2 separate regions of the Sus scrofa genome follow, and region 2 is linked to region 1. The links are chromatin contacts, called in public promoter capture Hi-C maps. All regions are on one chromosome and are shown on one strand. Each heading gives the region's core, a stretch centred on a gene start, on an enhancer-like site or on the middle of the called end of the contact. The rest is flanking DNA. Distances are from core to core; before and after follow the strand shown. Region 1 holds the start of PIM2 (serine/threonine-protein kinase pim-2). Region 2 holds the start of PLP2 (proteolipid protein 2).

The links. Promoter capture Hi-C pulls out the DNA fragments that hold promoters and counts their contacts.
Region 2: a promoter capture Hi-C map of fetal liver shows a contact between it and region 1, with 2.7 times the contacts expected there. The contact joins the promoter of PLP2 here to the promoter of PIM2 in region 1. A contact is called at or near these places in 1 of 5 promoter capture datasets (fetal liver) and 1 of 47 Hi-C or Micro-C datasets (heart right ventricle).

Annotation. Positions count from the first base shown.
Region 1 is chrX:42,996,130-43,000,661 of Sscrofa11.1, reverse strand. PIM2 (serine/threonine-protein kinase pim-2) reads left to right here and starts at 2,087. Exons shown (of 6, transcript XM_003360311.4): 1 at 2,087-2,375; 2 at 2,510-2,619; 3 at 3,331-3,381. The coding sequence starts at 2,315.
Region 2 is chrX:43,212,676-43,217,262 of Sscrofa11.1, reverse strand. It overlaps PLP2 (proteolipid protein 2), which reads right to left and starts at 1,891. Exons shown (of 5, transcript NM_001244435.1): 1 at 1,630-1,891; 2 at 388-540; 3 at 198-293. The coding sequence starts at 1,725. MAGIX (PDZ domain-containing protein MAGIX) reads right to left here. Exons shown (of 6, transcript XM_013986138.2): 6 at 4,374-4,587.

The DNA of each region.
Region 1 (4,532 bases), core at 838-3,337:
ATATGGTCAACATAATGTTTGGTGGCACGGTGCCTGGCACATTCTGAGAGTTCAAATGTTAGCAGGTGTTCTTATTTATTATCCTAATGTTGACGTTTCTGTACCATTTGGCCCCTGCCTACTTCATCTTGCTTCTCTGTCCAGTTTCCTTGGCCTCTGCCTGGAATTTGCCCTTCCCCTGTCCCAAGCCTCCAACCTTGTCTCTCAAGATGGGTAGAGGGGTCTCCTTCTGAGAAGCCCTGTGTGACCCCATCTACATTCTCATTTCTATCTACAAATATGTCTACTCCTTCCCCAGTAAACTGTACTATCAACTTCCTGGGCAAGGGCTGTGATGCCTGGCTTATCTGTGTATCTCTTAATTATCTGCACCCCTTCTAGGGCCTCGCAGGCTTACAGTAGACCCCTAATAAATGTTGGATGAATAAGGGAGAGTACATGTGTGTATTTGCTTTTTGGGTGTGTGTGTGTGTGTGTGTGTGTGACTGTGTGACTGTGGTGAGTCCAAGTCTATGTGCCTCTCACAGAGTGTTTCTCTGGTCGTGTGTGTGTTTGTGTGTGTGACGAGGGCTTGTTTCCAGGTGTGTCAGATGGTGACTGGGTGTGAGATTCTGTCTCTGACAGTTTGTTTCTGAGATGAGTGCATGTCTGTGTGGGTCTGTCCGTGACAGTGCACGTGTGGTTTCTGTCTGATAGGGTGCACGTCCGTTTGTATTCCTGTGACAGACTCTGGGTAGCTATTTCTGAACAGTGTCAGTGACGGCGCTGCACGTCTGCTGTATGTGTGTGTCTGTGACTGTGACTGGATCTGTCCATGTCTGTTTTTGTGACACTGCCTATCTGTTGCTCTAGCACCTAAGTATATGTCTGGCTTTGGAGCAGTGCATGTGTGTCTCTGGAGTGTTTGTGTGTGTTCCTGTGTCAGACTCTGGGTCTCTCGTTTCTGGAACAGTACAAGTCTTTTCTGTGACACTGCATGTCTGATGGTGCCAGTGTCTTCGTCACAAGTTCTGGCTGTGTGTCTGGCAGGACATATCTGTGTCCTCGTTACATGTAGGTCTATGTGAATCTCTCTGGAGTGCCTTTCTGTAACAGTGCATCTCTCGAGTGTCATTCTGGAACTTGACTCTGGCAGCATGCCTGCCTGACAGTGGATGTCTGTCTATGTGTGACAGTAGGTATCTGCATGTGTGTCTAGGACAAGCTCACATGAATGGCGGCACATGTTTGTGTATTTCTCTCGCGGCAGTTCTGTGTGTGTCTTTGGAGTGCCTGTCTCTCTTCCTGCGGCACGAGAGCTATTTTCCCCAAATCTGTGACTTGACCACCTCCCGGAGCTCTCTCAGTCCGTCTCTCTCATCCGGAAGCATGCCCAAGAAGCCACCCCCACTCTGGCTTGCTCCCATCCCCAAGAACCCCCCCCCCCGCGCGCGCGCCCCATTCGCCATTCCAGATTCTAGATCTGCTGACTGGGCTCACAGCCAGGTCTAGGCAGGTCTGTCTAGGTTAAGGGCTGCACAAACAGCCCGCAGGCCGTGGCCTCCGGGTGTGGGAACACTGCCCTTGACCAGTGCTCCTCCCACGGTGGTGAGGGAGGTTAGCCCTCCCTGACGGCTGAACAGGTTCTTCCAGGATCCTCAGCTTCAGTTTCCGGGCGGAGGCTGCCAGTCGCCTAAAGGGCTCTGGTTCTGGTGTGAGGAGCACCCTTTGGAGACCGGCCGGGATTCTTAGAAGCCTTAGAAGGCCTGGCGTTATCTCCGGCGGCGGCAAAGCAACTTCCTAGAAAAGGAGGCGGTGCATTGAATTTTTTTTAAGTTTATATATCCACGTACACACACTTACATAAAAACAACCCTGCGCAACAACCAAAACAAACGCGGTTGCTGCAAAAGGGATTCCCATAACCAGTTTCCTCTTCGCGCGCGCCCCCCTTATTTGCATGCAGGCCCCGCCCCCGAGGAAGATCCGGGCATGTATTTGCATAAGGGTGCTTGGAACGTTGAGGGTGGTATGCAAATAAGGACTGGCTCCGATTGGCTGGGGTGCAGCAGGTGCCGCGTCCGGATTGATCAAAGCCAAGTGGGCGGGGCCGTCGCCCGGGGCGACTCTCTCGGGAGGCGCGTGCCCTGTCTCAGTAGCGTCGGGGCTGGCGCGCGCGGCGAATCTTAACATCGCGCTGTTTGCCGGCGCCTCTGGGCCACCAGTTTCCTTACCTTCCACCCTGGCGCCCCCCAGTCCTGGCTCCCCAGCCTCGCTGCCCCGGGCGTCCACGCCCTGCGGGCTCAGCGGGCTCAATCTGCGCAGCTCCTCCTCCATGTTGACTAAGCCTCTGCAGGGGCTGCCCGTGGCCCCCATGACCCCCACGCCGCCGCCAGGTGAGAGAGGCTCCCCTACGGCGACCAGGCCGGGCGGGCTGGGGTGATTGAGGGCGGCGCGGGGGGGAGGGGGAGAGGGTCGTGGCCGGCCTCTGCACGCCGCCACCCTGACTTCCCCGCCTCCGCCTGCGTAGGAGGCAAGGATCGAGAAGCGTTCGAGGCCGAGTACCGACTCGGCCCCCTCCTGGGTAAGGGGGGCTTTGGCACCGTCTTCGCAGGACATCGCGTCACAGACCGACTCCAGGTATCCACCACGAGGGTCTTGGGAGGGCCAGGTGTGTGTGTGGCGGCGGCGGGAGCCCGGGGGCTGGGATGCTAATTGACCAGAGAATAAGCGTACAATGTGCGTGTGCTAGGGTCATGAAGGCCGGGATCCGGGTTACTGGGGGTATCCTGGTGCGCGCGCGGGTGCGCGCGCAGACGCGCGGGCGTGGGGGGGGGCGGTCCAGGTGGGTATGTGGGGGGAACGGAGCGGTGGGTTCAAGGCAAGGATTGTGGAGGTCCCGAGAGTGAGACTGGGGAGTGGGGGAGGGGGGAAATCATGAGGATTCTAGACCTTGGAATCCAGGAGAGGTGTATATGTGTGGGAAGGTGGGGACCCAGAGCTGAGATTTGGGGGATTTTGGAGGCAGGTGTCCAGGATGGAGACGTGAGGATCAGAACCCACCCCCGTACAGTCCTGGGGCTGGGGAAATCGAGGGCTTGGGGTGTTAGGACATTCAGAACTCCGCACCCGGAGCGAGGGGTCCTGAAGCCTGGGGGAGAGCCCAGGGCCAAAGATGGTGGGAGAGGTGTACTCGCTTCTGGGGACCTGGAGGGCAGGGGAGAAGCTCCAGCTCATTTGAGGTTGCGGCGTGGAGTGGTTGGGACCAGAAAGACTAGGGCGAAGAGGGTCCAGACTGGGAGGGGTCTGGGGGTTCTCTGCTGGCCCCTTCAGCTCAGCTCACTTCTTCAGGTGGCCATCAAAGTGATCCCCCGGAATCGCGTGCTGGGCTGGTCCCCCTTGGTGAGTATCTTTGGAGTCCTTTTTGACCTGGCGACGCCATCTCTGACGATGGATTTCGCCTTTCTATGGTTTGTATGACTCTCTGGGCCCTGTAACGGTGAGAAGAACACTCCTACCAGCCCATGTTTACTCCCCTGTGGTGACATCCACACCTCCATACAGTTCTGACTCACTCCAGTTCCCCTAGAGCCCTGGATTCTCCCCTCCCACCCTCCTTTCTCATCCTCCTTCCAAACACTGCCTCGGGGGCTGCCCGCGGGGCATGCTGGTGAGGAAAGAGGGGCAGAGGTCACTGGTTGCCATGGTGACGGTGGCTGCTTCTCTTCTGCCGTTAGAGCGCTAACGGACGGACAACAGGGCGGGTCTGGGCAAGTTGTAGGGGCGGGAGCGCCCCCTGGCGGGTTCTGGGGAGACTGCGCCTGCGCAGGCTGTGGGCCCAGAGGGAGGAGGTGCGCCTGCGCGGCAGCAGAATTTCCATCACCGTGAGAAAACCGGTCTGCGGCTGTGCAAGTCAGTGGACCGGCCGGGAGAGGGCCCCACCTCAGGCCGGAGAGCTGCTTCGGGTGGACCACGTGCCCGCGCAAGGCTTCTAGAATGGGGCGGGGTTTGTGGCCGGCAACGCGAATGCCTTTTATCGAGCACCAACTGTATACCTCAGACGTGGCTTCACCTCAAGATCTTACTGTGTGCCAAGTCCCACTAAGTACTTCAACACGGTTGTGTGTGCCTGGCGACCGACAAAATGTCGATGACATTATTGAGTTCTTACTTGGTGCCAGTTCCTTTGCAATGGACCACTTTTAGCTCTCTAACAAATTCTAGGCACTTGGCAAAATTACTACATTTGTTCAGAGCGCTTTTCGTTCTAGTCCCTTTCTACTAATTGCTTTCACCTATTTAACATATATGTATTGAACCCTACCCCGTTACTAGGCACCTTTCTACAGTTGGAACTATGTCAGTGAACAAAACAGACAAACCATTACACCATAATCGTATTTACTGAGTGCTGGCTCTGTGTCAGACCCAAAGCTGTAAAGCACTTTTGGAGTTCCCGACGTGGTGCAGCGGAAACGAATCCGCCTAGGAGCCATGAGGTGGCGGGTTCCATCCCTGGCCTCGCTCAGTGGGTTAAGGATCTGGTGTTGCCG
Region 2 (4,587 bases), core at 642-3,141, 220 kb before region 1:
TTGGACAAATTGTGGCCCTTTATTGCCAATGACACTTGGGGGAGGAAAACCAGGACCTGAGTCAGCCTTTTCTGCAGGAGGCCCTGAGGACAGGTGTGACCTCCTGTGGGTCACACACTTTCTGACAGAAGCAGAGACACAAATGGCCCCGGGAGCCTCAAACCCCTCTCCCAGTGCTTCAGAGCCACAGCCTTTACCCCTGCGGCAATTTTGGAGCTGTGTCCTCCCTCCACGAGCACAAGGATGGAGGTGATCAGGTAGAGGATGGCTGCTATGAGGGTTCGGAAGAAATCCTGTGAAGGGCAGGGAGAAGAGGAAAGTCAGCATTCAAAATCCCCCCCCTCCCCAAGCCCCTCCCTAGCCTGGTCATTGTGGCCCCTTTCTCACACTCCAAGGCCAGTTGATGATTTGTATCTTGGTGTGCAGGTCACACATGTAGATGACAAAGAAGACAGCAGCAAAGATCATCTCTATCACCGACAGGAAAGAGAATCCTGACGTCGCGGCACTGAAGCAGATCAGAATCACCAGGCACACTACCTGGAAAGATAGGCGAAAGGGGGCTTCGATCGATCGACTCCAAGGGCTGAGGGCGTGGGTTTAAATTGGGGGTGGGGAGGGTCTCAAACTCAGATGCCCACCAGGACTGGGAAGATGACCAATAGCTAAACACTTAATGTGTGCATACTGTGTTTGGGATATTGTTCTAAGAGCTGTACAGGTATTAATTCCCTCAATCATCGCAACAACCTAATGAGCCAGGTACTATTATTAATACCTTTATGTCATAGATGAGAAAAGAGAGGAACAGAGAGACACGAGGTAACTTATCCAGGGTCACCTAGCTAGGGAGGGGTAGGGTTGGGTGCCTCAGTTTCCCCTCTTTTCCCTTCTAGGATAGCCCAAGGGGAGTGGTGCCTTCAGGTGGTTTTTGTGAGCGCTGCTGGCGCCAGCTTCAGGGCTTTGACGGGGCGGGACGTGCGGTTCCCCGGGCAACCCCTTTGGGAATCGGTGCGAGTGACACCGGAGGGGCAGGGCTCTGTTAAAGGCGCCGCACCTCTTTTACGAGCGACTCAAAGGAGGCACCCCCTTTGCCGGGGGTGGGAAACCGAGGCTCCCGAGCGGCCCCAATAGCTAAGGACCTCCCGCCCCGTCACAGAGGAGCGAGGAAGAACTGGGGTAGGACGGGTGGCCCTGCCCCGCGGGACAAGCGCGCGCGGGGGCCCCACCCCAACAGGTCCCGCCCCTGGGCGCTCTGCCAGCCCGCCCGCCACTGCCCAGGCCGCGCCACGCCCTGCCACGGGAGGATCCCCCACCACCCAGCCCCGGGAACCCCTTCTATGAGTCCACTAATGAATCTACGGGGTCTCCTTCCGCGGGGTCGCCCGTATGCCCTGTGGGCCTCGTGCCTGACTCCATGGGCCAGCAGCTGCCGACCACCTTCTCCAAACCTCACTGACTCGCCCTGCATGTGCCCCTGGTTTCGGGCCTCCGTCACCGACCCACCCACCCCGCGCCCCACTGCCGATCACCCGCGGCCGCGAGCCTGCCTCCCCCGGGGCTGCCCCAGTCCGCGTGATCCAGCCACTCCACCCGCCTTTGCCCACCAGCCAGTCCCAGGACACTTACAATCTCAGCCAACAGGACAAATCCCTTTCGGGTGCGCGAGAAGTTGGTGCAGGCGGCCCAGCAGCCCGGGGCCGAGAGGCGCTCGGAATCCGCCATGGCGTGGACCTGAGTCCCGAAGGGCGCCGAGGAGCTGCTCGCTTGCTTGCGGGTTCGAGGACGCTGCACACCCAACCGTCTTCCCCGCCGTCTGGCCGGGAAGGGGGCCCCGGGGCGAAGGAGGGAGTGAATCACCGCGCGGAGCAGAAGCGGGCGGGGCCGGAGCGGGCTGGGCCAGGTGGCTGCCGCCCCGGAAGCCCCTCGCCCCGCCCGCCAAGGATTCTCCTTGCCCAGCGCACAGCGCACAGCGCCCCCCACCCCGCCCCGGGGCGCCCCATCTCGGGCGGCGGGGGGGGGGAACTACCAGCTTCTGAGGCTCGGCAGTTCCTCGTAACGTGTGTTGAAAGGAGACGACCCTTCCCGTTTTTAGAATACAAATGTGCCTGGGGCTGCCTCAACTCAGAAATGTTTTGGCTTTGGGGAGGGAGTGCCTCAGTTTCCTTAGCTGGAAAAAGGGCCAAAGCCAGGGTTAAATTCAGGTCCGTTTTCAGAATTCAGCATATTTCGGGGTTTAGAGAGTTTTCCCAGTGCATATAAGATATATGACTTTTCTCAGCGGTGTCTGAGACTGCCCGGTTAAAAACTAACAAACAAACACGTTATTTCCTCATGGAATGGTGTGGCCGTTCACAGCAAGTGGGATAAGCCAGGACCAAAAATCACTCCTGGTTAAGTCAAGTTTTGTAACCAAATGAACCAAATGGTGCCCAACTTTGTGGGAAAACTGTGGGTCTCTGGAGTTTTTTTGGATTTTGGAATTGTGGACAAAAGGTCATAGACGGTGGAATAAACCTCTTAGTAGCAATGGGAATGGGACCTCGCCAGTGCACAGACCCGAGACAGAGAGAGAACAGAGCCTGTGGAGCATCACGCTGCTGAGTAGATGAGGGTGGACTTTTTTAATAGTGTCAGAGCCCAAGATATGATTCTCTGTTCTGCAATTCTGGGGAGGTCTTGGCCCTAAGTGCTGAGCTTCTGTTTCCTGCTTCTAAGTAAAGGGTCTGTCAGCCCAGTCCCAGATGAAGAATGGGGAAGGAGGACAGGCTTATTTATTGCTGGGAGCTTGGCAAGATGAGGGCAAGGCTCTTGGGTGCCAGGCTCGGTGAACAGGCTGATGACATTTGAAGAGCGTGTTATCCTGAGCGAGTAATTTCTCCTGACTCAGCCTCAATTTCTGCATCTGCGACATGCACCTGGTCACGGGCATCAGGATCTCCCCCAAGATGTGCTGAGGGGCACACCCTCCAGAGTGGGTGTTGCTTTCATTCTCATCTCATTGGAAGGCCAGGATGGTTCAACCAAGGCCGGTCTGCTTTCCGTCCCCAACCCGGAGTCCCACACAACCACAGAAGGGGCTCCCCTCTTTCAGCCCAGGTTGCCTGAAGAGTGATTGGATAGTGGAAGGCATGAAGCACACTTCCCAGAGCCAACTGTGTGCTTTCCAACTCTTTGAGGACGTGCCTGAGTTTCTAGAACAGAACAAACCCTGCTCTGCATCAGGGCCTTTGAACTTGCTGTCCCCACAGCTGTCAATATCCTTTTCCCAGCCCTTCAGACACCTAGCTTCTTCTTCTTTTTTTTTTTTTTTTTTTGGTCTTTTTAGGGCCGCACCCACAGCATATGGAGGTCCCAGGCTAGGGGTCCAATCAGAGCTATGGCTGCCGGCCTACACCACAGCCACAGCAATGAGAGATCTGAGCCACACCTGCGACCTACACCACAGCTCACAGCAATGCCGGATCCTTAACCCACTGAGCAAGCCAGGGATTGAACCTGCATCCTCATGGTTCCTAGTCGATTCGTTTCTGCTGAGCCACGACAGGAACTCCCCAGACATGTGGCTTCTGATCATTCAGGTCCCAGCTCAGATATTGTGTCTTCAAAGAGGCCAGCAGCCACCATCATTACCTCTCCCACCATAACCTTTGGCTTTCTTCACAATTCTCGCTTCTCTCTGAAATGATCTTTTATTTATTCTTGTCTTTTCTTTTCTGACATCTGTCTACCCCTCCCCCACTACATCATCTGCATAAGGATAAAAACCTTTGCTTCATTTCTACAGCATCTCACCACTGCCTCTGAATGCAAGGTAAACAGTTGGGGCTCAATTAATACTTGTTGAATGCAGGTGAGATTAAGAGGACAGGCTTGGGAATCAGGCAAGATTAAATCTTGCTTCCATCCCCAACTTCCTCAGGCTATTTATACTCACTGGGCCTTACTTCTGTCTTCTGTGAAATGGACATATCAGGATTGTTGAGTTGGTGTGTAACTAACTAGATGGGAAAATAGGGAACTATATCTGATCACTTGTGAAGGAACATGTGAGAAAAAATATATGTATAACGGGGTCACTTTACAGCAAAAATTGACAGAACACTGTAAATCAACTACAATAAAAAAATTTTTTAGGAGTTCCCGTTGTGGTGCAGTGGTTAACGAATCCGACTAAGAACCATGAGGTGGCGGGTTCGATCCCTGGCTTGCTCAGTGGGTTAAACGGTCCGGCGTTGCCGTGAGCTGTGGTGTAGATCGCAGACACGGCTCGGATCTGGCATTGCTGTGGCTCTGGCATAGGCTGGCAGCTATAGCTCCGATTAGACCCCTAGCCTGGGAACCTCCATATGCTGCGGGAGCGGCCCTAATAAAGGCAAAAAGACAAAAAAAAAAAATTAAGAAAAAAAGAAAAGAAAACCAGATCGTGCTGGTAAAGCCTGTAGCCCAGATAAGGCTAAGTAAATGATGGCTGGGGTTACTATTATTTTAGTCTCCTGGGTGTGACTGTGTTTATAGGACTGGGGCTCTAGAGCCCTTGCCTGAATTCCCTAGAGCCACACCTCTACCAGGCTCTGAGTCAGGGTC